Linked DNA regions of Mus musculus: all the other regions are linked to region 3. Evidence: chromatin contacts called from public Hi-C, HiChIP or PLAC-seq and capture Hi-C data. All regions are on one chromosome and are shown on one strand. The core of a region is the stretch at or near the end of the contact, and the rest is flanking DNA. Distances in the headings are between cores, read along the strand shown.

Region 1 (3,371 bases), core at 366-2,865, 830 kb after region 3:
ATCAGACTTACCTCGTAAAGCTGTACTCACTGGTACTCTCGTTCCCCAGCTGAAAAGTTCTGAATTCATACAGTTGAATCCTTCTTAACAGTCTGCTTTACGGGAACCTTTATTACCGCGACCCGCAGTTCTGGTTCTGGAATGAGGGATCTTCCCTGCGCCAGTCCCGAGTTTTTTCTCGTCCCGGAATTTCTCGTCCCGGATTTCAGCACCAATTGTTATTAGACGCGTTCTCACGCCCGGCCAGGAAAGACGCAACAGACCAGAATCTTCTGCGGCAAAACTTTATTGCTTACATCTTTGGGAGCCAGGAGGGCAAGCGCCCAGCGCCCAGCCCCAAAAACGAAAGCCCCTTCAATATTTTTAGGAGCCAGAGCTCCGGCGCGCCAAAGCGCAGAGCGTGTTCTATTGTTTACATCTTTAGGCAGCGAGCGAGCGCAGGGCGCGCAGAGCCAGAGAGATGCCAGCGAGAGAGAATGGCGGAAACCCCTTCCCTCTTTAGGAGAGTTATATTTCGCCTAGGACGCATCACTCCCTGATTGGCTGCAGCCCATGGCCGAGCTGACGTTCACGGGAAAGGTAGAGTACAAGTAGTCATAAAATACCCTTGGCTCATGCGCAGATTATTTGTTTACCACTTAGAACACAGGATGTCAGCGCCATCTTGTGACGGCGAATGTGGGGGCGGCTCCCAACAGACAGGCATTTCTTTTCTTCTTTCCTTCTATATAAAAGCCAAGCTAGGATCCCACTAAGCGATCATATCTGGTTATGCATCTTCATTTTTATGCTGAAATTAAGAGCAGTAGTATCTCTTTGAAGAGACCATGCCAGCTGTGACTCACCTGATTGTTCTCTCATGGTTCCACTATCTTGCTCCTCTGTCCAGGTAATTTCTCTTCTCTTGGAAGTTAAGTCTGGAGATCTGAGAAAGAACATTTCACTGGTGAATTTGTCAACTTCACATTGGATCTTATCAGGACTCACATAAGGGCAGGGTGTTCCACTGTGACTAACACTGAATGTGATCAGTAGATTAAGGTAGCAACTACCAGAAGTTCCCATCAAAATTCTATTTATAGGACGAGTGGGTTGGCTCAGCCCTAAAGGCACTTGCTTGGCATGCCTAGTGGCTTCAGTTTGATCCCCAGAACCCATGAGGAGGTGAAAGGCAGGAACAGATTTAACAGAGTTGTCCTCTAACCACACAAATGCCCTGGCATGAGCATCCTTCCCTATCTGCACACAGGGACACTCGATAATAAAAAATAAGAATGCGATAAAAAGAAATGCTAACACCACCCCCTTTGCAATAAAAAATCTGTGGAGAATGTCCCACTAAGCACATGCCATTGTGACCTCTGTGAATGGTTAGCCCTTAAGAACAGTATTCCCACCTAGCCCCTCAAGTCTACATTTACATTCCACTCTTCTGAAGTGCTTTCAAATCTTTCTTCTTGTGAGTCCTAGGTTCTAGTGTTCCTGAGCTGTTCTTTCAAAAAAAAAAAAAACAGCTGGCTCTTGCTCAACGTTGTTAGAGAAGTTCTGTAAACGTGTGTAAACATTTCCTGTTGGGGACAGCTGGCCGCATTAGGCTGTGCTCTGCAAACCTCCTTTGCTCTGCATTAGTGACGGTATCTGAATTTTCAGAACGACACAGCCTCCTGAGGCCTCCACTGTTTTCCTGACACAGGGGCTTTCCACCCTGATCAAACACTAAAACCATGTAGGAAGCTTTCAACTTCTGTCCCAGCCCAACCCCGTACCTAGAGGATCAGTAGTTAGGAGGCTGTAGCCCAGTGTAGGTGTGTTCTAGATGATTTCTAGGTGACTCAACTGGGCAAGCCAGGGGCATCCAATGATCAAGCAGCTACTTCAGAAAGGAAAACTGACTATGGCGACACCACTCACCACTAGGGCACTATATCTCCTTCAAGGATGATGGCTTCAGAATTTCACCTCACATGAGAACATGAGGGAGCTTTTAAACTTCCCGAGGGCCAGGTGGCATCTGTACCAACAAAGAAGTATGTCTGGGTGCAGGACAAGACCCTGTCACCTCACCCTTCTTGCCCCTCTATTAGCTCTCTGCTGCTGCTATGACAAATTATCAATAAGTCAGAGGCTTCCAATGACACAGTATCCTCAAGCCAGACATACAAAACAGGTCTCACTGGGGCAAAATTAAGGTATTAGCAGGGTTTGCCTGCCTCTTCCAGCTTCCCTGCAGCTACTGCATCTCCAGAGTTGATGGTCCCTTTCCAGATTTAGTGTCAGTAATGGCAGTCAGGGCTGTGTCTCAAAATTGATCATTCTGTCTTGTCTACCTCTCTATTCTACATGTAGAGAGTCCTGTGAGTACACTGAGCACCTCCAAATCGTCTAAGAAAACAAGTGTTCTGTTGGGAAATAACTAGTTAACAATTTTAATCTAACCTGCTAGCATTGAAATGTCAACAATGTAGAGGTGCCTTCCCCCGCATCCTCATTCTTGCAGTGCTGGGAATCAAATCCAGAGTCTCATCCATCTACAGTATGGGCTTTATCACTGAGCCACACCTCAGCCTTGGAAAGCCATTACTTTGTCTAACATGCAGTGATGGTTAACATTGATTGCTAACTTGATGGGATCTAGGATCATCTAGGATCAAACATCTGTGAGGACGTTTCTAGACTGGTTTAATTGAGGTGGGAGGATCCACCTTAAACGTGGGTACCACCATTCTAAGGACTGAGGTTCTTGGTTGAATAGAAGGGAGAAAGTGGGCTGAGTACCAGGATGTGTCTCTCTTTGCTTCTTGGCAATTGCTGAAATGTGCCCACCTACCTGCTGTTGTCCTTTCTTTGCCTCCATGGTTTATACCCTAAACCATAAGCTCAAGTAAGTTTTCCATCTCTTGCATGCTTCTTCTCAGGTATTTGGTCACAGTGAGAAAAAGTAACACACATGTCCTCAAATAATTCTGCCCCTCCCCCTCCAATAAACATGAAACAGTATGTTTATGTCAATTGCTGTCGTTCTAAATGTACAGGAATCTTATCGATGCTTTATTAACATGGAAACAAGCACAGACCACCTAGTCTCAGTGTCGTCTTTATCTCTCTGGAGTTCTATGTCTTTAAGAAGAGAACCACCCCCCCCCCCATCCAACTTTCCCCTGTAGGTATCTCTTTGGCTAGAACAGGCTCCTATGTATACCTCTCACCCAACACTATCAAAAGTTCCAAAGTACCCAACCTCTTGTCACGGAGACATGATGCTGCAGTGTCAAAATGTGTTGTGCAACATTCGTGGAATAGCTATTCTGGAATGTAGCTAGAGGCTGCAGGAGGGATAGACCTCATTTAGAGCAGACATGGCTAATCACCTA
Region 2 (3,758 bases), core at 1,203-3,702, 630 kb after region 3:
TGGGGTGGGGAATCCAGTAACCAATAAAATGAAAACCCCATCACCTGGAAACTGACCTCTTGGGTCTACCTCATTGCCCTTAACTTTCTTCCAATCCTGACCCATCTTTAACTTTCCACCATGGTTTCTCTCTCACCTATTTTCTTCTCTCTCTGGCCAAGAACTCCTGATATGTAGGGATACTGGAAGTGTGTTACCCACAACTAGCTTCACCCTTGTATACCTATTTTCAAAAGCAGCCTAGAGTTGATCATTTTATACCTTTCTTCTAAGAAAAGAAGTTCCACTTCTCAGAGGACAAGAATCTTTCCAAGTTCTGCCAACCAGGTTTCATAATGAGAATACCTCCTCCTCCCCAGACAACACGGCTATCACAGATAAAGCCTGCTGTACTTAGAGCCATATAACTCAACCTTTAATCTTAGCAGCTATGACTCGTGCTGCTCCACTACAGCTAGTGCTGGTGACTACAGCCAGAAATGTATCATACTCTTAGGAAGAACTAAGACAACAGATATGAAGTGTCTCTCTATACAAATAGTAAGGATGTAAGATAAGCTGTACACCAGGCAGCTAGATTTAGTCATTCTATACTGTAGATATGTCAAAACATCATGGTAGGTATAGTAAATATATTTTTATCTGTCCATAAAAGCATAACTTTAAAAATAGCTATGATGGGGCCAGAGGAATGGCTCAGCACTTTTAAGAGCACCAGTTGCTCTTACAGAGAACCAGGGTTCAATCCCAGCACGCACATGACTGCTATCAACTCCAGTTTCTGGGGATACAACCCCCTCTTCTGGCCTCCACTGGCACTGCATGCACAGTGCATAGACATACATTCAGGCAAAACACATCACATAAAGTAGAATAAATAATTTTTTAAATGTTAAGATGGCTCTGGTAAATTACCTAGCTTCTCTAAATGTTGGTTTCTTTATATTCCCTATGCACACACCAGCAAAAACACATAGGAAGAGCCAACAACCACACTAGGATCATAATTACTCCAAGAATCAGGTATGTTACAGAACTTGGCTACTCCCATCATGGCTGGCACACATAAAGTGTCCAGATATGTAATTACCTCTTCCTCTCCATGTTTTAATGTTAATTCAAGTTTCCCCTTCTCTTAAATGCCCAATATAGGTAATGCTTTTCCAAACAAAATCCATCACCCTTATTGAAGGAAAGGAAATCCATTATACATATAGCTCATTTCCTATGAGTCTTCCTGGGAACAAGAGAACTAAATAAATGGACCAGTGAGTCACCACAGCCCAGCGCCAGGGATACTCTGCCACACTGGACCTCAATGGTCTCACTCTGCAAAGGTTCAGGCCATACTCTCTACCTGCACACCGTTCACACAGCTGCTCTCCCAGGCCACGGGCCTTGTGTTAATGACACCCTTCATAAGTAAAGGCTCTCCACTCACCCCAACCACTGCTCATAATTCCTACCCACCCCTGACGTTTCCCATGCCCACCATGATCTGAAATTCACAAGTATGCTCTCATGTGGTTAAATAAAGATATGAGAAATACAATACATTGTTTCAAAGATATGTATAGCTTTGACTCACAAGTCAGCAAGGCAATATTTAATATATACAAAACCCAGAGACAAGAAATTCGGGGTTAAGTTTAGCCATAAACTAGCTATGAGAACTTAGTGACCAAAATTGACTTCATTGCTCTGGTTCATCGCCAGCTTCTTTATGCAGAAGAGAACAAACGGAATCACATTCAAAGCTCCACTCCACTTTGAACAACAGAACTAAGTTCCACCAGAATTTCCACACCTGAGCCACAACCATAAATAGGATGTGCTGGGATGAAAAAAAGCGCCTTCATTTCTGAATCTACCCAAGTATCAATAATTTGGTTAAAATAATAGGCCTTCCTCAAGATTAAAAAAAAAAAAAAAAAAAAAAAAAACTGGTGTTAGAAGGAATTATGCAAGGTACTAAAAGTGGGAAGCGACTGTGACAGCTGTGAAACACAAGAATGTGGGGGAGGGGTGGTAAGATTATCAGAGCCCAAGGACCAGGAAATCTGTCAGGCTGTCTCTCCTAGAACGAGAGTGAAGATTCACTCATGATACCTCTACCATATAGATGCCTAAACAAGACCTGAACAAAGACACTGACAGACATGTTAAAGTAGAAATCTCCTGGGGGCTCCACTCCTAGACAAACTGGTAACTATGTAACTAGTTAACTACAGGATGCTGAGAGTGGCTAACTACTTGGTGTTGGACAATCAATTAGGGTACTATTTCTTCCCCACTAGTGCTTCCTAACCATGTTCTTTCTCCCTTAGCCTCCCACACTGTGTGTGACCTGTTTGCCCTTTCCTACAGATTTCACACAGACCTCACCTTCCATTCTCCCCAGAACCCTGGCTGAGCCCTGCAAACACAGCCTAGTTAATTTGCAATTAACCTTCCCTTACAGGCCACCTCCCCCACCTAAACTACACAATGCTCAAAGGATGCAAGTGTTGTCGTCTCTCATCTCTGTTCCCTCAGCCCTTCACACTGTGCAACCATCATCCACTCAACCCAACTACCTATCCAACCAGGTTCTAACAGACTATGTTTACAAATGGTCTTCAGTTTCCTATTCATACTCTGATGTTAGTCAAAAATAGATTTTAACAAACAAAAGGAAACAAAAAAACAAACAGATATGAAGGGTTTGGTGTTTGTTTGTTTGTTTGTTTGTTTCAGAATGAGAAAACAGGCTCTGCAAATTTAACCAGAACAGTTCGGGTCAAAATAAGCCAACAGAGCTCACACATCTCTTCTTGTTATAACACGCGACAGATATGAAATAATCTGCAGGAAAAGAGCAAGAACACTAGGAAATGATCTTCCCAGCTTACTGTTTGTTTTGTTTTTTGTTTTTTGTTTTTTTCAGATAAGTCTACCAAAACATTGTCGAATACAACATTCCTGTTAAGATTATCAAAATCCAGCTCACAGCCTTAGCTGTCATCTTCCTTGGAGAAACACTTGCACCATGTGATACAAGTGGAAGCCAAGAGAACATGCCAGTTGAAGTGAAAAGAGGGTGCAAACAGACTAGCCTGGACGCCCCGGGAGCAGAGGCAAGACATGCTAACTAAGGACTGGAAGGGAGACAGCCGGCTGGCTCCAGCTGTGGAGAGCACACTGGCATCACGCTGTGTCTCAAAAGATCTAGGACTTCTTCCTCACCATGTCACCCTGACCAATTCTGAGGGTCCCACCTTGTTTGGCACAACCCGAAAAGTCCCTCTTGGTCCTTTGCCCCGGCACTTTGCAACTGCTCTGCTGTCTACTGGTTCTAATAGCACTTGAAATGTATTTTTGTAAGAAAGGAGAGGAGGCAAAGTATCATTTTCATCAAACACTACTCCAATTCCTAGACTGTGATAATATTCTAATGTTATGTTGAGCAAAGATGTAAGTACAAAGAAGTGTTTACACCAAAGACTTTGAACTTGATAAACTGAATGGTTACTACATAAAAAATTCAAATTTTTAAACAATGTGTTGGAGTATGAGGTACAAAAGTACCTCTTCCACTTTGGTTCCCTAGACAGCCAATTTCAAGGTCACTGATTTTCTTTTTTTAGGTTTCTCTTGCAGATGAAACAAACAAAAAATAATAAAAAACAAAATATAGAAAGAAAAAAACCCAAGTGAAACCATGGCATATGTTTTTGTTTGTTTGTTTTCGAGACAGGGTTTCTCTGTGTAGCCCTGGC
Region 3 (3,462 bases), core at 373-2,872:
GGAAGGCCACACTGGAGGTCAGATACAGAACTCCCCCTTGCATAGAGTCTCTGTGAGGGGAATCTCTGCATTTCTTTACCCTTTCGGTACACACAGTTAACAATGAGTGTGATCTGTTTTTATTTTATGTTCACTGGTGTTTTGCCTGCATGTACATCTGTGTAAGAGTGCCAGATCTCCTAAAGCTGGAGTTGCAGCTATAAGCTACCACATGGGTGTCAGGAATTGAACCAGAGTCCTCCGGAAGAACAGCCAGTGCTCTTAACCAGTGAGTCATCTCTCTAGCTCCCTCTTTTTCGGTGTTCAAGACAGGGTTAGTCTTTGTGGTCCTGGACCTCTGTACTAAGCTGACCTGAACTCAGAAATCAGACTGCCTCTGCCTCCCAAGGACTAGGATTAAAGCCGTGCGCCACTCGAGAGCTTTTAGGGCAAATGGGCCAAGTTTTTTTTCTGGTTGTAAGAAAGTCCCGCCAACCTTCTGCACATGACCCAGCTACTCTGAGGAGACCTGATAATTTTGGGGGATCCTCAGCAGTCTGTCTGCTATAGTGTACTTGTATCCTATGAAGCCCATGTACGAAAGTCACAAGGTGATATAAGGTACTGAGGTCCTGAACGGGTGGGGCCGTGGTGTCCCGCCTCTTCTTGCTGGAACAATCACAGCATGAACCATCCCCATGACCACAGGTGGGCAGATACCAGATCTGTTAGTGCCTCGGTCTTGAACTTCCAAATTCCCAAACTCTCAACAACATATTTCTGTTGTTTGTAAAGGGTCTAAGTTTGCGACATTTTATTGCAGCAGTCAAAATAGACAAAGACACCCCCAAAGTGACTCCTTTTCTGTGCATCCTGTGACATAAGAAAGTGGACTCAGTGTTAACTCACAGGCTGCCCTGGTGGCAGCCTCCAGCCAGGGGCTAGGTTCAGAACTTAGTTCTTCCTCTTGTGGGCTCATCAGCAGCCCCTGAGCAGCCTGCTTACTGGCTCTGGACCACAGCTTCCTCACTAGCGAAATGAAAACAGTGAGCTTCGCCCTCAGCATGATCCACAAATAAGGTAAGGATCTGAGGCTTAGTGGGGGACGCAGGGCAAGCACTCTGTATGCCTCAGCGGCTGCATCTGTGCAAATCAGGGCTCCATGGAAAGGAACTTTGTCATCTCTCATTGCCGAGGTCTTCACTGATGTCCCAGCAATTTCTTCTACTCTGGGTGACACGACCAAACTTCAGTCTTCCCCAGGGAGCATGACACCCCTCCCTCTATCTTTCCCAAATGCAAACTCCCCCCACTTCTGGGTGGTGTAGAAATTCTGCTCACTGGAGTCAGGTGCCTAGGCACTTGTCCCTCAGAACCGACCAGCTTGGAGGTCAGCTGAAGTTCAGGAGGGCCTCTGTTCTAGTCACTGTTTATAGATCTGCCAGAGTTTGTAAGTCAAAGGCCCATTTGGGGCCTCCAGAGCCAAGGCCAAGAGGGCAAGCACACAATGCAGCCCTTCTTTGGAGGCCTTGTTTACCTTCCGGGAGCAGGCAGGGTGTGGCAAGAACTTCTGGGTGGCGAGAATTACAGGGTGTGGTGAGAATGTTGGGTGTGGCTGCCCAGGCCAGGCCTTGAAGAAAGCTGCCAAGCAACAAGGCAGGGGACCCAGTGGCCCAGGTCTGACTGACTGTGGGGAAGTGGCTGGTGGTGTCTGCTGAGGCCTGGCTCTGCGGTAGAGTAACTAATGCCCTGACTCCCTCACTTGCCAAACACAATAATAGGGTAACAGACCAAGAAGGTACTTCACTCAGCATGGCCCTCCATAGCTTTCCTGTCATGTTAAAAAGTAAGCCCCAGGGGGCTTCGTGAGAGTCTTGGTGCCCACATTAACTATTTTTTTTTAAAGATTTATTTATTTTATTTATATGGGTACACTGTTGCTGTCTTCAGACAGAACCAGAAGAGGGCATCAGATCCCATTACAGACGGTTGTGAGCCACCATGTGGTTGCTGGGAATTGAACTCAGGACCTCTGGAAAGAGCAGTCAGTGCTCTTTACCACTGAGCCAGCCCCCCCTCCCCCGCCTCCCCCCCCCCCTATTCATTTTGGGACCTTGGTGAAATGGCTGGAGATTCTAATGTGACATGTAGCATTTCTTCCATCCAAGCTTTGGACTGAGCCTGGATCCATCTAGGATCAAGTGACCAGAGACCTTCAACCATCCATGAGAATGTTATTTTGGAGACTGTAGAAGCTCTGGTAGGGTTTTGGGGAGAGATGAGTCTGACCTGGGAGCCAGGAAGCCACTCTCTATCCTCTAACTAACTCACTGGATGAGATATCCACCCGGAATAAGATCCAAGGGAGAGACAGAAATCCACTCCATAGTTTTATTGTAAAGACCACCGGCCATATATCCAGATGATGTTCCAACTGGTAATAAGAACACATGCTCCACTATGTTTATAGCAGCCTTATTTATAATAGCCAGAAGCTGGAAAGAACCCAGATGCCCCTCAACAGAGGAATGGATATAGAAAATGTGCTACATTTACACAATGGAGTATTACTCAGCTATTAAAAACAATGAATTTATGAAATTCCTAGCCAAATGGATGGATCTGGAGGGCATCATCCTGAGTGAGGTAACCCAATCACAAAAGAACTCACATGGTATACACTCACTGATAAGTGGATATTAGCCCAGAAACTTAGAATACCCAAGAAGATACAATTTACAAAACACATGAAACTCAAGAAGAAGGAAGACCAAAGTGTGGACACTTCCCCCCTTTTTAGAATTGGAAACAAAACCCCCATGGAAGGAGTTATAGAGACAAAGTTTGGAGCTGAGATGAAAGGATGGACCATCCAGAGACTGCCCCACCCGGGGGTCCACCCCATAATCAGCCACCAAACGCAAACATTATTGCATACGCCAGCAAGATTTTGCTGAAAGGACCCTGATATAGCTGTCTCTTGTGAGGCTATGCCGGGGCCTAGCAAACACAGAAGTGGATGCTCACAGTCAGCTATTGGATGGAACACAGGGCCCCCAATGGAGGAGCTAGAAAAAGTACCCAAGGAGCTGAAGGGGTCTGCAACCCTATAGGTGGAACAACAATATGAACTAACTAGGACCCCTAGATCTCATGTCTCTAGCTGCATATGTATCAGAAGATAGTCTAGTCTGCCATCATTGGAAGAGAGGCTCCTTGGTCTTGCAAACTTTATATGCCCCAGTACAGGGGAACGCCAGGGCCAAGAAGTGGGAGTGAGTGGGTGTGTGTGGGGGGAGGGTATGGGGGACTTTTGGGATAGCACTGGAAAGGTAAATGAAGAAAATACCTAATAAAAATTAAAAAAAAAAAAAAAGACCTTCATCCTAGCTGCCTAGAAGCCAGTCTTCTTTCGGGATAGCATTTGAAATGTAAATGAAGTAAATACCTAATAAAAAAATTGGAAAAATAAATAAATAAAAG
Region 4 (3,784 bases), core at 279-2,778, 650 kb after region 3:
TCAATCCCCCGAACCTGTGAAAGAAAACAGCAACAGCAACAACAGCCACAACAACAACAAAAGAGCAGCAGCCAGCCAGGCCCAGGCAGTGGTAGGTTTGTAATCTGAGTCCTGGGGAGGAAGGAAGACTGGTGGATCCTTGGCGCTTCCTGAATGGCCAGGCCACATAACCTAGTAGGTGAGTTCCAGACCAACGAAAGACTCTGAAAACCCAAGGGGGACAGTGTTCCTAAAGAACAGCAACCAAAGCTAACCCCTGGCATGTGACCTAACACACACATGAACACATACACCACACACATATAAAAAAAAAATAAAAATGGAAAAGTATGAAATGCTATTTCCTGACTGGTCTATTAGCAAATAAAAACCTGATCCAAACTCGTTCCCCTCCCTCCACAGCAGGTCAAAGTTTCCTGGTTTAGGTGGTTGAATTTACCTTTGAATATGATTTTTTTTTTGTAAAATTTTTAATTTCTAAGACTTTCTATACAAACTTAATCCCAGGTTTTATCCACAGCTGAGCCCTTTCTCACAACATTCACTCTTTTCAAGTCTGAAATGAGCATGCTTCCTTATGCAAAACACGATCCTTTTAAAAATTTAACATTACTATTGTATGTGCCACTGCTGGGGCATGACGAGGGTACGAAGGCGTGGGTGGAGGTCAGAGGCCAACTTACTAGGATTGGCTCTCTCTTTCTACCAAATGGCCTGAGGGGTTGAATTGGGGTTGTCGGGCTTGGTGGCAGGTGCCTTTACCTGCTAAGCGATCCTGTCATCCCTAAAGCCCTGTTTTTGCTTTCTTGGTGTAACCTGAGATTTCAAGGTAAAAGCCAGTGAGTCACAGACTCCTGCATCTCGCCAAGTGTCTGCTCAGGCTCTTCTTGGTGCCATTGTTGGTGCACTGAGCAAGAACACTTTCCAGAAATCATGACCCAAGTTAGTCCCCATAACTGAGAGGAGGGGTGAGGGGAGGGGGAGGGGAAGGGGGAGGGGAGGAGAGAGGAGGGAGGGGAGGAGAGAGGGGGAGGGGGAGAGAGAATAGGGGGAAACAACCTCCAGTAGTCTCTGGGGATTTAGTGCTTAGCAAAAGAACACCTGCCCGGGTTGTAAAATAAACCACCCGTGCACACTGCACGCGCGCACACACACACACCCTGGCCTCTCTGTACAGCTGGAGAAGGAACAGAACTAAAAACAGCTCCTACTGGCTCTGACAGACACCAGGGGTGAGCGGACCTGAAGAGAGAATGGCTTCTCCTTTCCATGTGTGTTAGAGTCTCATCCATCCTCTTAAAGCTTTTATGCAGGGGGGTCTGAATTGTAGGTCTTCTAACCTGGAATTTCCCAAATGTGACAACGATAATACAAGCAACGTGAAGTTTCATGTTTTCATGAATTTCAACATAAACTCAGCTTTCAGATGAGGGCCAGGCAGTTTCTTCTGTGGTTTGGATTAACTTTCTTTTGAGCCTTTGAACTTTGCTCTCTATGAGGCAGAACGGGGTGGCTTGGGGCCAGGTGGACTCGGATGTTCTGCCAGCTCTACCTACTCATTTCAGGGACAGATCACACCTGGATCCGTATCTACCCTGTAGCTATTGTGGAAGTTATTATGGACTTAAAATCTCCAACATTCCTCCCAAGCTGTGACATTTATGTTGAAGTGAATCCCCTGGTGGCACACTGCTGAAACCCCAGCACTTGTAAGACCGAGGTAGAGGGATGACAGATTCGAGACCAACCAGAGCTGCAGACAGGGTTGCAGACTAGCCTGAGCTCTGAGACTCCATCTAAAACGAACCAACTCATGATGGGTTAATGGTCTGATGGCCTTAGCTCACAGTTATCTTTGATTGTTAAACTCAGAGTCACTCTCAACAGGTCACCAAAGCTCCGAGAACTTTCCAGAACGCAGAATCGGTTCCTTCCTTCGGAGGAGAGATCAAGAATGGATGCCTGCCTGGTCTCTCAAAGCCTTCTCGGAGATCACTATTCAGGAGGGAAGCAAGCAGTATTCCCTGAGCACTTAGTGTCTGGCAGATGTTTGCCATTATCTCGTTAATCATTGCAGCTCTTGGAGATAAGAAATGATCGTGGTGATGGAGCATAATGCTCAGAGTGCTTTGCCTGTCAGACTCGGAGGAAACCAGTGAACCCTAGACAAAGTCCATTGGCCCCCCACGCATTGTTCAAAATCTCCATAGTGCATGAAACAGGGAGCCTCCTGACCTCCTAAGAAGGGGAAACTGAGGACCAGTTGGTAATTTCACATCTACAACCTGGCCCCACCGAGGGATAGGCTTCAACCATCCATCAGTCTACTAATGCCTATGGCTCATCACCGCGCATCAGTTCCTGGGGTGCAGCGGTAGACACACCACCTGCCCTTGAAGGGACGGTTTACAGTCCAGCAAGCCCACACTGCAAGCAAAGAGGAAAGAGCACAGCTGACTGCTTGAGTCAGGGAGCCAGAGAAGGGGTCCTGAGCCAACGGCAGGCCCTGTAGGCAGCTTGGAGTCTTACCAGGCATCCAAATGCTAAGTAGAAATTACCCTTACAGATAAGAGAGGAGGAAGACTATCCCTAATCTGTAGAGCATTAGAATTAGGTACTGACAGGATTTTCACTTTTTTGGGTAAGATTTATTATTTTATAAATGTTTTGCCTACACATGTCTGTGTATCACATGTGTACCTGGTCCCTACAGAGGCCAAAGAGGACACTAGAACCCCCTGGGACTGGAGTTACTGACAGTTGTGAGCCATCACATAAGTGTTGGGACTCAAGCCCTGGAAGAGCAATCAGTGTTCTTAACCACTGAGCCATCTCTCCAGCCCCTAGAATTTGTCAAATCATTCATGCTTCCTACAGCTTAACTGGTAAAACAATCCCTCCCCTATGCCCCCCCCTCCCGCCAAATGAAATAGCCCAGGACAAATACACATACATTCTTATGGTTCAAATATGGTTTGACCCTCCAAAAACACATGCTGGGATTCACTTGCCATTGCCTGGGTGTTAGGCCCTCGGGATTTAGCTTGGTGGGAGGCATTTGGGTCATAGAGTCACCACACTGATGCAGGGACGAATGACTTTCTGGCAGCCATGGAGTGGCTCTCACACGACATTGACTCCTCTCTTCCACTTGGGTCTCCTTTTGCTTCTACATCAGGAATTGAACACACCAGGCTTTCACCAGCTATAACTATCTCCTCTTGGACTCCCCAGCATCTAGACATGATCTAAATAAATCTCCATTTGTTTAGGAATTTAGGCAGCCACGCGTGTTCTCTTGTGGCAAAAGAAAATGGACTCTGACATCCATGTAGCTACTACACAGTCACAACAGTTTTCAGACATACGGGGTTTTTTGCATGAGCACATATGTATGTGGTGTGTGTATATGTGTATATGTTTACACTTATGTGGATGCGTATGGGAGCGTGTAGAGGCCAGAGAGTTGATACTTCTTCATCGGCTCTTCACTTCATTTACTGTGGTGGGGACTTGCTGAGCCCAGAGCTCACTGATTCAGCCAGGCTGGCAAGCCGGCTTGCCACAGGTTGCCCTATCTTTAATTCCCAAGTGCTAGAATTGCAAGCAGGCTGCTATGCCCACCTGGCTTTTTATTTGGGTTCTGAGCAAACTCTGCTCCTTGTTTATGCTTATGAGACAAGCGCTTTTCCCACTGATCCATCTCACCAGATCCCAAGCTAAATTATGGTTTCCCTGCAACTTTGAAAGTTAACACCATTGTGCACCAAGTGGGTCACCTCTT
Region 5 (3,726 bases), core at 1,196-3,695, 750 kb after region 3:
AAACCAAGGAATTGTTGTTGGCTTGCTACTCAAGATCCCTGGAGTGAACTAGGTCATTTGTCATATACACACACAGAATACTGGGGGACCCTAGAGAAAGACAGCGGGTAAATAACAAAGCCAAAACAAGTAGAAAAAAAAAACTCCTCAACAACAAAAACAGAACTCAGGGGAAATAAAGGCTACATGGATAAAAAAATATTTTTAGTTCAAAAAAAATATTTAAAAAAGTACAGTATACACACACACACACACACGGGGAGGGGGGGGGGGAACCATCAATAGGATGCCATTCTGAAAAGAAAAATTGGGAATAAGAATTGAAATTAACAGTCAACAGGAACACCAAAAGTTAAAATTAGAAAAACTCCTCAAAAGAGGAAGAATAGGAAAAGAAGATAGAAATTAAGAAGAAAGGCCACCAGCCCCGGAGAGCAAGCGTCTACCTAAGGACTCTTCGAGAAAACAGTCAACAATCTCCCTTTCTTGACATCTCACCAAGAAAACTGAGACCTAAAGGAAACCCAGAGCAGAGGCCCAGCATGATGAGTGGATTAGGCTAACACGTGCCTACTGGAAGAGCGACACAGCACACTCCGGGCTTGTCTCCAAGGGCATTTCCTGATAAACCCAGGCCATGTGGACTCTGACCTAATCAATGGCTTAATGCATTGATAATGCATTCTTTACTTAGTAGAGTCCTGAGGTGTAGAACTGTGGAAGGTGTGGGCTATTGGAGGAAGTGGGTCTCTGGGAACCTGTCTTTGAGGTATATATATAGAACTTGGCCTCGCTGTATTCTTTCTGCTTCTTGTCTGTAAAGTGAGCAGAGTGAATGGCTTCTTTCTACCATGCCCATCTTTGTCAGACTTCTACAGTGCCACGGGCCTAAGAGCAACAGAGTCACATGACCACCAACTGAACCAATGAAGCAATAAACCTTTTCTCTTTTAAACTGCTTCTCTTTGGTATTTTGTTGCAGTGCCAAAAAGTCTGTCACACTTAAAAAGTAACCACAACACTGAACAAAGAGAAATGCTAACCAACATACTGTGACAATTTAGAACACTGCGTTTAGAGAGAGATTTTTTCATCGAGGGGACAAAGTCAATTGTACAGAATGGCGAGAACGGTGTTAACGTCTTTGTACGCATCACACATCCATCACTACAAAGATGAGTAGATCCTGAAGATAGAGTCTGGTTACCGGACAGTAATGGAACAGTGCTTTCAAACTCTGAGGCTGGGGAATGTGAGAAAGGCAAGACATGTTCAGCCCTGAGGCCTCCCCAGCTTTACTTTCACCGTCCCAGAAAACACTTAGAAGATGTGATGTAGGAAAATGAAGACAGGAAGAAGCCATGAGTTCAGGAGTGAGGGTCTCAGCCTTGGCAAACGGCATTCTGAGGAGGACAGCTGTGCGCTCAATCCAGAGGATGATCCAGCTGCATGGAGGGGTGGAGGAAGACCAATGGACACAGACAGGGGCCACATAACAGCTGGGACCTGGGAGCAGTAAAAAAAATGTCACCGAGAACTATTAGGGAGGACTAGTGACATTTGGCATAAAAATCCAGACAACCAAGATACAATCATATACAAAACAAATAACCCTAACTGGTTATAGGAACGTAACTTTTCATGTACAGAAGGGCAGGACTCTGAAGAAGCTACTGAGAAACTCAGATCATGGTAATGGTTAACCATCATAATCAAGGCTCAGGGACGATTCCTGACGCCAGGCACAGGGCTTCTGTATGTAGGAAGTCTATGCATGGATTCTTTATCTCCATGAGACAGGAAAAAGTTCCATGGCAAGCAGCAGGAGAAACGATTGAGAGGAAAGGTGGTTGGTTGTCTCAGTGTGACAATAAAATGTCACACTTCACTATAATCTTTCTAATAGCATTTACCTCTTATAAATATATTCTGTTCATATGAAAAATTTGAAACAAAATACAAAAAGGTAAATATCAAGGAAGACATCTAAAATTCCGTCAGGATATTCCTGCTGTCCTCCTAACCTGGGCATGGCCGGCTCTACACTTCTGCTACCTCTGGCTCTAAGGGAGATCCTGATGCAAACATTTGCAGCTAGGCCACATGCAACCAGAGAACAAGGCCAAACACATCAGAAAGCCACTTATCAGTGGTTCCCCCAGAGTGGACCAGTCTCGAGTCATCTGGAATCTAATTAGACATGCGAATTCTTCATTCTTAGCCCCGAGCTACGCAATGAGAGACTCCAGGGTGGCTTTCAGCACTGTTTGCTTGTGACAGGATGTCATAATAACCCAAGCTGGTCTCAAACTCAGACTTATGATGCTCCTGTCTTGTTCTCCAAGTGTAGGGATTTAAAGATTTATAGGTATGTGTCATCATATCCGGCTAATTCTGGTTAGTCACCCGTCCTCTTGGTGTGGGTGACTCAGATACTCTCTGGAGTGACGTGTTCTGGTGAAGAGAAAAAGCTGGGTCCAGAGTCAAAAGGCTTCTCCTCCACCTGGACCCTGACCAGTCACTGCCCTTCTGAGTCACCATTTCTTTGCCTGTGGGAGGATGGCTTGGAATGTCATTAGTCATCAAATGACTAGTGAGATCACTTGCATTTCTAACTCATGGCTTCTAGTTTTTCCCACATATCCTATTTTATTTGTTTATTCTTTATCTGATGCTAGGGGCCTAACCCAAGGCCTTGTCATGTGCCAGGCAAGCAGCCTACCCCCAAGCTATACACATCCAGCCTGAATTTTCAATCAACCATGGAAATAAAGGAATCTATTCAAATGGTAGGCAATGGTGAACACAGAATAGATTAGTTGACAGAAGTAAATGTGACTTACAGCTTTCTTGTCAGGCTGGCTATCATCATAGCCAGTTGTAAGGTCCCTGATAGCAGAGATTTCAAACTTGCCACACATTTTGGGATAATTATTCTTCCCGTCATAGTTTCTCAGGTTTCCAAATAAGTTTTGAATTGTGCCCTGATCATGGCAGATAAAATATGAAGCTGTGGTAATATGATAGCCGTACCTATAAAAAGAAACCATGAATGTAAGCAAAATGAGCCACAAAAATTCTGCAGAATGTATGGCAAGATGTGTGCCAACTAGCTCACTCTAAAGTGAGTGAAACAGGGAACTCTAACCAACTTCAAAAAGATGAGTTAACATTAAAGAAGAAGCTGGGGCTGGCATGATGCTTCAGTGGGTAAGGGTGATTGCTGCCAAGCATAGCAACCTTAGTGGATCCCTGGAACACACATAATAAAAGGAGAGAAACAATTCCTCAGTTGTCCTCTGACTTCCATGTGTTTGGTGGCACGTGTGTACCCACTCATATATACACAATATATATATATATATATACATATATATATATATATATATATAGAGAGAGAGAGAGAGAGAGAGAGAGATAGGTAGAGAGATATAGATATACACACACACACATATGCACATACCACATACACACACACAAACAATAAATAAATGTTAAAAACAAGTAAAGGGGTTGAAGAGATGGCTCAGTGATTAATAGCATGAGCTACTTTTCCAGAGGACCCAGGTTTGAGTCTCAGCTCCCTCATTGTGGTTCACAAACATCTGCAGCTTCACACACATCATAGCAATTTCAGGAGACCCGATGACCTCTTCTGGCCTTTGCAGGCACCAGGCATACACACGGTGCATGGAGACATGCAGTCGAAACACCCATACACATAAA
Region 6 (3,331 bases), core at 561-3,060, 600 kb after region 3:
ACATGGAAATATTTTTTTTTAAATGAATCAATCATGCTTCTTTCTAGAGCACTGTAATGACCAACGTGAAGCTTTTCAGGCTTTATGATGTTTATATTAATTTATCTCATAAAAAAATAACCAGGTAACATTTCATACCTATTAGGACAGCTACCATTATAAAAATCATTTCTGTAAGGATGCAGAGAAGTTAGGATCAGTGAATAATGGGGATATAATTATTATAGAAGAGTACAGGAAGGCTTGAAAGTTAAACAGACACACTGTGCGGCTGGTTTTATATCAACTTGACAGAAGCAAAAGTTGTCTGAAAGGAGGGAACTTTGATTGAGAAAATGTCTCCATAAGACTGGGCTATATGCAAGCCTATAGGGCATTTTCTTCATTAGTGATTGATGGGGGGCCCAGCCCATTGTGGGCGGTGCTATCCCTAGGCCAGTCATCATGGTTTCTATAAGAAAGCAGGCTGAGCAAGCCATGGGTTGCAAGCCTGTAAGCAGCACCCCTCCATATCACCTTGGGCCTCCAGGTTCCTGCCCTGTTTGACTTCCTATCCTGGCTTCCTTCAATAATTAACCTTGATGTGGAAGTATAAACCAAATAAACCCTTTCGTCCCCAAATTGCTTTGGATATGGTGTTTCACCACAGCAACAGAAACCCATATGAACACTCACCATATGAAGTAGCAAATTCACTAACTCTAAAGAATGGAAAGCAGAAACCTGAACAGATGTGTGTATACCAAAATTCTTAGCACTACTGCTCACACAGGAAAAGGCCAAAAGAACTGGAATGTCCAGTGATGAATAAATGAATCAACTGATAGAATATTATTCAGCCAAAGAAAGAAATAGGATCCTGACATGTATAAAATGAGCAAACCCAGAAGATGCAATGCTAAGTGAAAGAAACCAAAACCAAGAAACCAAATCCTACTGATTCCACTATACAGGGTACCTAGATTAACTCAAATTGTAGAATCAGAAAGGGAGAAAGCTCAGTGGTAAGAGACCTCAGTAAGTCACTGAACCTCCAATCAAAGCAGGGCACGCTGCTCGGGCCTCTAACTCCTGCACAGGGAACAGAGACAAATAGACTCTCAGCACTTACCAGCCGGACTAATCCAGCCAAAACCAGCTCTGGTTCAGTGAGAAATCCTGTCTGAAGTCAACAAGGCAGAGAAAGTCAAAGGAAAACAGCCATGTCCCTGCTCTGGCTTCTACACACACAGGCACACATATGTATACATTCACACACCACAAATTACCCCAACACACACACACACACACACACACACACACACACACACACACACACACAGAGGAAAACACAAAGTAGAACGGTGGCTGCCTGGGGCTGTGGCAAGTTACAAGGGGGAGAGAGCTGTGACTCAGGAAGATGAAAGGAGAGCAGTGGGAACCTTACTCAAGAACCAGACTCTAAAAAAAAAAAAAAGGTGAAAACGATACATTGTATATCTGGGTATACTTTTCCCCACAATTACTTAGAAAAAGAAGAAATAGATCTAAATGTCAATATAGTTTTTCTTTATAGAATTACAGTTTGTGACACGTATTCGAGATACATAAGAAATGATCATGCCTTTGTTTCTACAATTGGATAATTTAAATCATATGACAATATCAAAAACCATACACCTACAAAATAGAATTAGATGCAAAGTGAAGAAAAAGGGCACACAATACTTCTTCCCAGATTCCTCCATAGGAGTCCTGACCACTCACTACCACCCTATCTGCTGCCCCTCCCTGATGACCAGGGCCAGACTTCACCCTAGCCTGAACAGTTCTCACCCAAGAGAGCTCCTTCCTCTTCTGAGAGGGTAGCTGCAGGTAGCGCCTGCCTGGTAGTCAGACAGTGGATCCGGGGCTTGCAATACCCGAGTTTATCCCTAGATGGCTCTAACCTCTCAATTTATTTATAAAATTATAAATAATTTTACTTTTTCTTCACACCATGATGAAGTTAAAATTGACAGTATCTTTTAAAAACCTCTAAGCACTGTTTCCCACAATTACTTAGGAAAAAAAGAGAGAGAGAAACTAGGTCTAAATGTCAATATAGTTTTTCTTTACCGAATTATAGTTTGTGACAAGTATTCTAGATACACAAGATGATCATGCCTTTGTTTCTACAATCAGATAATTTAAATCATGTGACAATCTCAAAAACCATACACCTAGATAGAAAGGCTTACTACCAAACAGTAACTCTTACTATCAAATAAATCCTGCAAATGGTGACATTTCATAAGCATCTAGAAACTGTAGTTAAGATTGTCACCATGGTTTTGGGGTTTTGGTTTTTATTCCTCCCCACTCACTTCTCAATCAGGACCCGTTTTCTGCTCTCCTCCATTAAAACTGCCCTGGCAGAACTGCAGGTGACTCTCTACTAGAAAACATGGTAAACTTCTTAGGTCTCCTTTCACTAGATCTCTGTGGTGTTCAATCTGAAAGACCCACCATTCTCACACAGCTCAGTAAATGTTGGACCACATGCATTCCTAACCTCTTTATTCCTCCCAGGGTGTCTTGGAGGAGAGATGGCAAGAGGGGGTGTGGGTCCTTAGCTTTGTCTCCATCATGCCCAGGAAAGATTCTTGTCACACAGAACACATCCACTGCACGATGTGAGGTCGTCTATGATCCCTCTGACATGGCCCTACAGAGTAGTGCCACAAGCACTCCCACCCAAGGCCTTGGTGCTACACGCTAAAAGTGCCCCCTACTCACCCTCTATCCTTTCGCAGAGCTTGTGCAGGCCTTGCAAGGGGCAGCCCTCACAGAGCTGGGCTGGTGCCTTAGCCGTCTGCTGCACCGCAGCTACCGTGAAAGCCTGCTTCAGAGTCATCATGATCTCGTCAACCTGCACAGAGGAGCCAAGGGTCAACAGCAAGTCAGCTGGGCCGACCGACCGGCTGACCGACGGCGGCAGCAAGCTCACAGGACAGACTTTGTGTGGTAAATTGTTTTTTCTGGGCTATTTTTCACAGACTGACAGGAAATAGTGGAAATAATTGCTAGGGTTGCTTTTTGTTGTCAGAGGATGACTCCTCTAGCGTCAGCACTCTTAAAACAGGTGAGACACAAGGTAAGAACATTGTAACTGAGTATAGAGCAAGGGCCTCCGGTCCAAAGTCCACAGGAGTTCCTTTTCTACCTACCTACCTTCCTTCCTCTCTCTCTCTTTTTCTTCTTTCTTCCTCTTTTCCTTTCCTTTCCTTTCTCTTTCCTTCCTTCCTTCTTTCCTCACAACAGAGGGTCATGAACTTGCTGGACAGCTCTAAAGCTTCCAGTCTTCCTACCT

What was found. A called contact is a pair of places that touch in the nucleus more often than the background predicts. HiChIP or PLAC-seq counts read pairs in DNA pulled down with a chosen protein or histone mark. Capture Hi-C pulls out chosen DNA fragments and counts their contacts.
Region 1: a contact with region 3 is called in a capture Hi-C map of embryonic stem cells, with 4 times the contacts expected there. The contact joins two enhancer-like sites. A contact is called at or near these places in 1 of 115 datasets of contacts at active chromatin or transcription factors (large pre-B cells) and 1 of 9 other capture datasets (embryonic stem cells).
Region 2: an H3K4me3 HiChIP or PLAC-seq map of embryonic stem cells shows a contact between it and region 3, with 18 read pairs. The contact joins two enhancer-like sites. A contact is called at or near these places in 2 of 15 datasets of contacts at CTCF or cohesin (the NIH/3T3 cell line and large pre-B cells), 3 of 484 Hi-C or Micro-C datasets (all in embryonic stem cells), 22 of 115 datasets of contacts at active chromatin or transcription factors (the NIH/3T3 cell line, embryonic basal ganglia, embryonic forebrain and 11 more) and 2 of 9 other capture datasets (embryonic stem cells and liver).
Region 4: an H3K27ac HiChIP or PLAC-seq map of trophoblast stem cells shows a contact between it and region 3, with 7 times the contacts expected there. The contact joins two enhancer-like sites. A contact is called at or near these places in 2 of 15 datasets of contacts at CTCF or cohesin (the NIH/3T3 cell line and large pre-B cells), 6 of 484 Hi-C or Micro-C datasets (Sertoli cells, bone marrow-derived macrophages, brown adipocytes and 3 more), 9 of 115 datasets of contacts at active chromatin or transcription factors (embryonic limb bud, embryonic stem cells, fetal liver and 4 more) and 2 of 9 other capture datasets (embryonic stem cells and liver).
Region 5: a Hi-C map of uterus shows a contact between it and region 3, with 3 times the contacts expected there. The contact joins two enhancer-like sites. A contact is called at or near these places in 5 of 39 promoter capture datasets (the 3T3-L1 cell line, cranial neural crest, embryonic stem cells and 2 more), 2 of 15 datasets of contacts at CTCF or cohesin (the NIH/3T3 cell line and large pre-B cells), 2 of 484 Hi-C or Micro-C datasets (cortical neurons and uterus), 6 of 115 datasets of contacts at active chromatin or transcription factors (embryonic stem cells, extraembryonic endoderm stem cells, large pre-B cells and 1 more) and 1 of 9 other capture datasets (embryonic stem cells).
Region 6: a contact with region 3 is called in a capture Hi-C map of embryonic stem cells, with 10 times the contacts expected there. The contact joins two enhancer-like sites. A contact is called at or near these places in 1 of 15 datasets of contacts at CTCF or cohesin (large pre-B cells), 2 of 484 Hi-C or Micro-C datasets (embryonic fibroblasts and embryonic stem cells), 14 of 115 datasets of contacts at active chromatin or transcription factors (the NIH/3T3 cell line, astrocytes, bone marrow-derived macrophages and 6 more) and 2 of 9 other capture datasets (adipose tissue and embryonic stem cells).

Annotation. Positions count from the first base shown.
Region 1 is chr5:64,028,160-64,031,530 of GRCm38.p6, reverse strand. No RefSeq gene overlaps it. Among named protein-coding and RNA genes, the nearest start is that of 5830416I19Rik, 15 kb to the left of the region's middle. Within about 2 kb of position 1,615, at least 126 of the 459 cell types and tissues checked have an H3K27ac peak or open chromatin away from gene starts, as enhancers often do.
Region 2 is chr5:64,236,120-64,239,877 of GRCm38.p6, reverse strand. All of the region lies in intron 2 of Tbc1d1 (TBC1 domain family, member 1), which reads right to left. Among named protein-coding and RNA genes, the nearest start is that of Gm46913, 9.3 kb to the left of the region's middle. Within about 2 kb of position 2,452, at least 26 of the 459 cell types and tissues checked have an H3K27ac peak or open chromatin away from gene starts, as enhancers often do. A contact at or near this core is called in embryonic stem cells and pancreatic cancer cells, where this site is marked.
Region 3 is chr5:64,862,966-64,866,427 of GRCm38.p6, reverse strand. No RefSeq gene overlaps it. Among named protein-coding and RNA genes, the nearest start is that of Gm31889, 15 kb to the left of the region's middle. Within about 2 kb of position 1,622, at least 201 of the 459 cell types and tissues checked have an H3K27ac peak or open chromatin away from gene starts, as enhancers often do. A contact at or near this core is called in embryonic stem cells, liver, pancreatic cancer cells and 1 more, where this site is marked.
Region 4 is chr5:64,215,790-64,219,573 of GRCm38.p6, reverse strand. The region is part of intron 2 of Tbc1d1 (TBC1 domain family, member 1); the gene reads right to left. Among named protein-coding and RNA genes, the nearest start is that of Gm46913, 30 kb to the left of the region's middle. Within about 2 kb of position 1,528, at least 56 of the 459 cell types and tissues checked have an H3K27ac peak or open chromatin away from gene starts, as enhancers often do. A contact at or near this core is called in liver, where this site is marked.
Region 5 is chr5:64,111,315-64,115,040 of GRCm38.p6, reverse strand. It overlaps Pgm2 (phosphoglucomutase 2), which reads right to left. Exons shown (of 14, transcript NM_025700.3): 12 at 2,844-3,033. Among named protein-coding and RNA genes, the nearest start is that of Pgm2, 20 kb to the right of the region's middle. Within about 2 kb of position 2,445, at least 75 of the 459 cell types and tissues checked have an H3K27ac peak or open chromatin away from gene starts, as enhancers often do. A contact at or near this core is called in pancreatic cancer cells and uterus, where this site is marked.
Region 6 is chr5:64,263,885-64,267,215 of GRCm38.p6, reverse strand. Tbc1d1 (TBC1 domain family, member 1) reads right to left here. Exons shown (of 22, transcript NM_001310611.1): 6 at 2,758-2,890. Among named protein-coding and RNA genes, the nearest start is that of Gm38634, 8.4 kb to the right of the region's middle. Within about 2 kb of position 1,810, at least 24 of the 459 cell types and tissues checked have an H3K27ac peak or open chromatin away from gene starts, as enhancers often do. A contact at or near this core is called in embryonic stem cells, where this site is marked.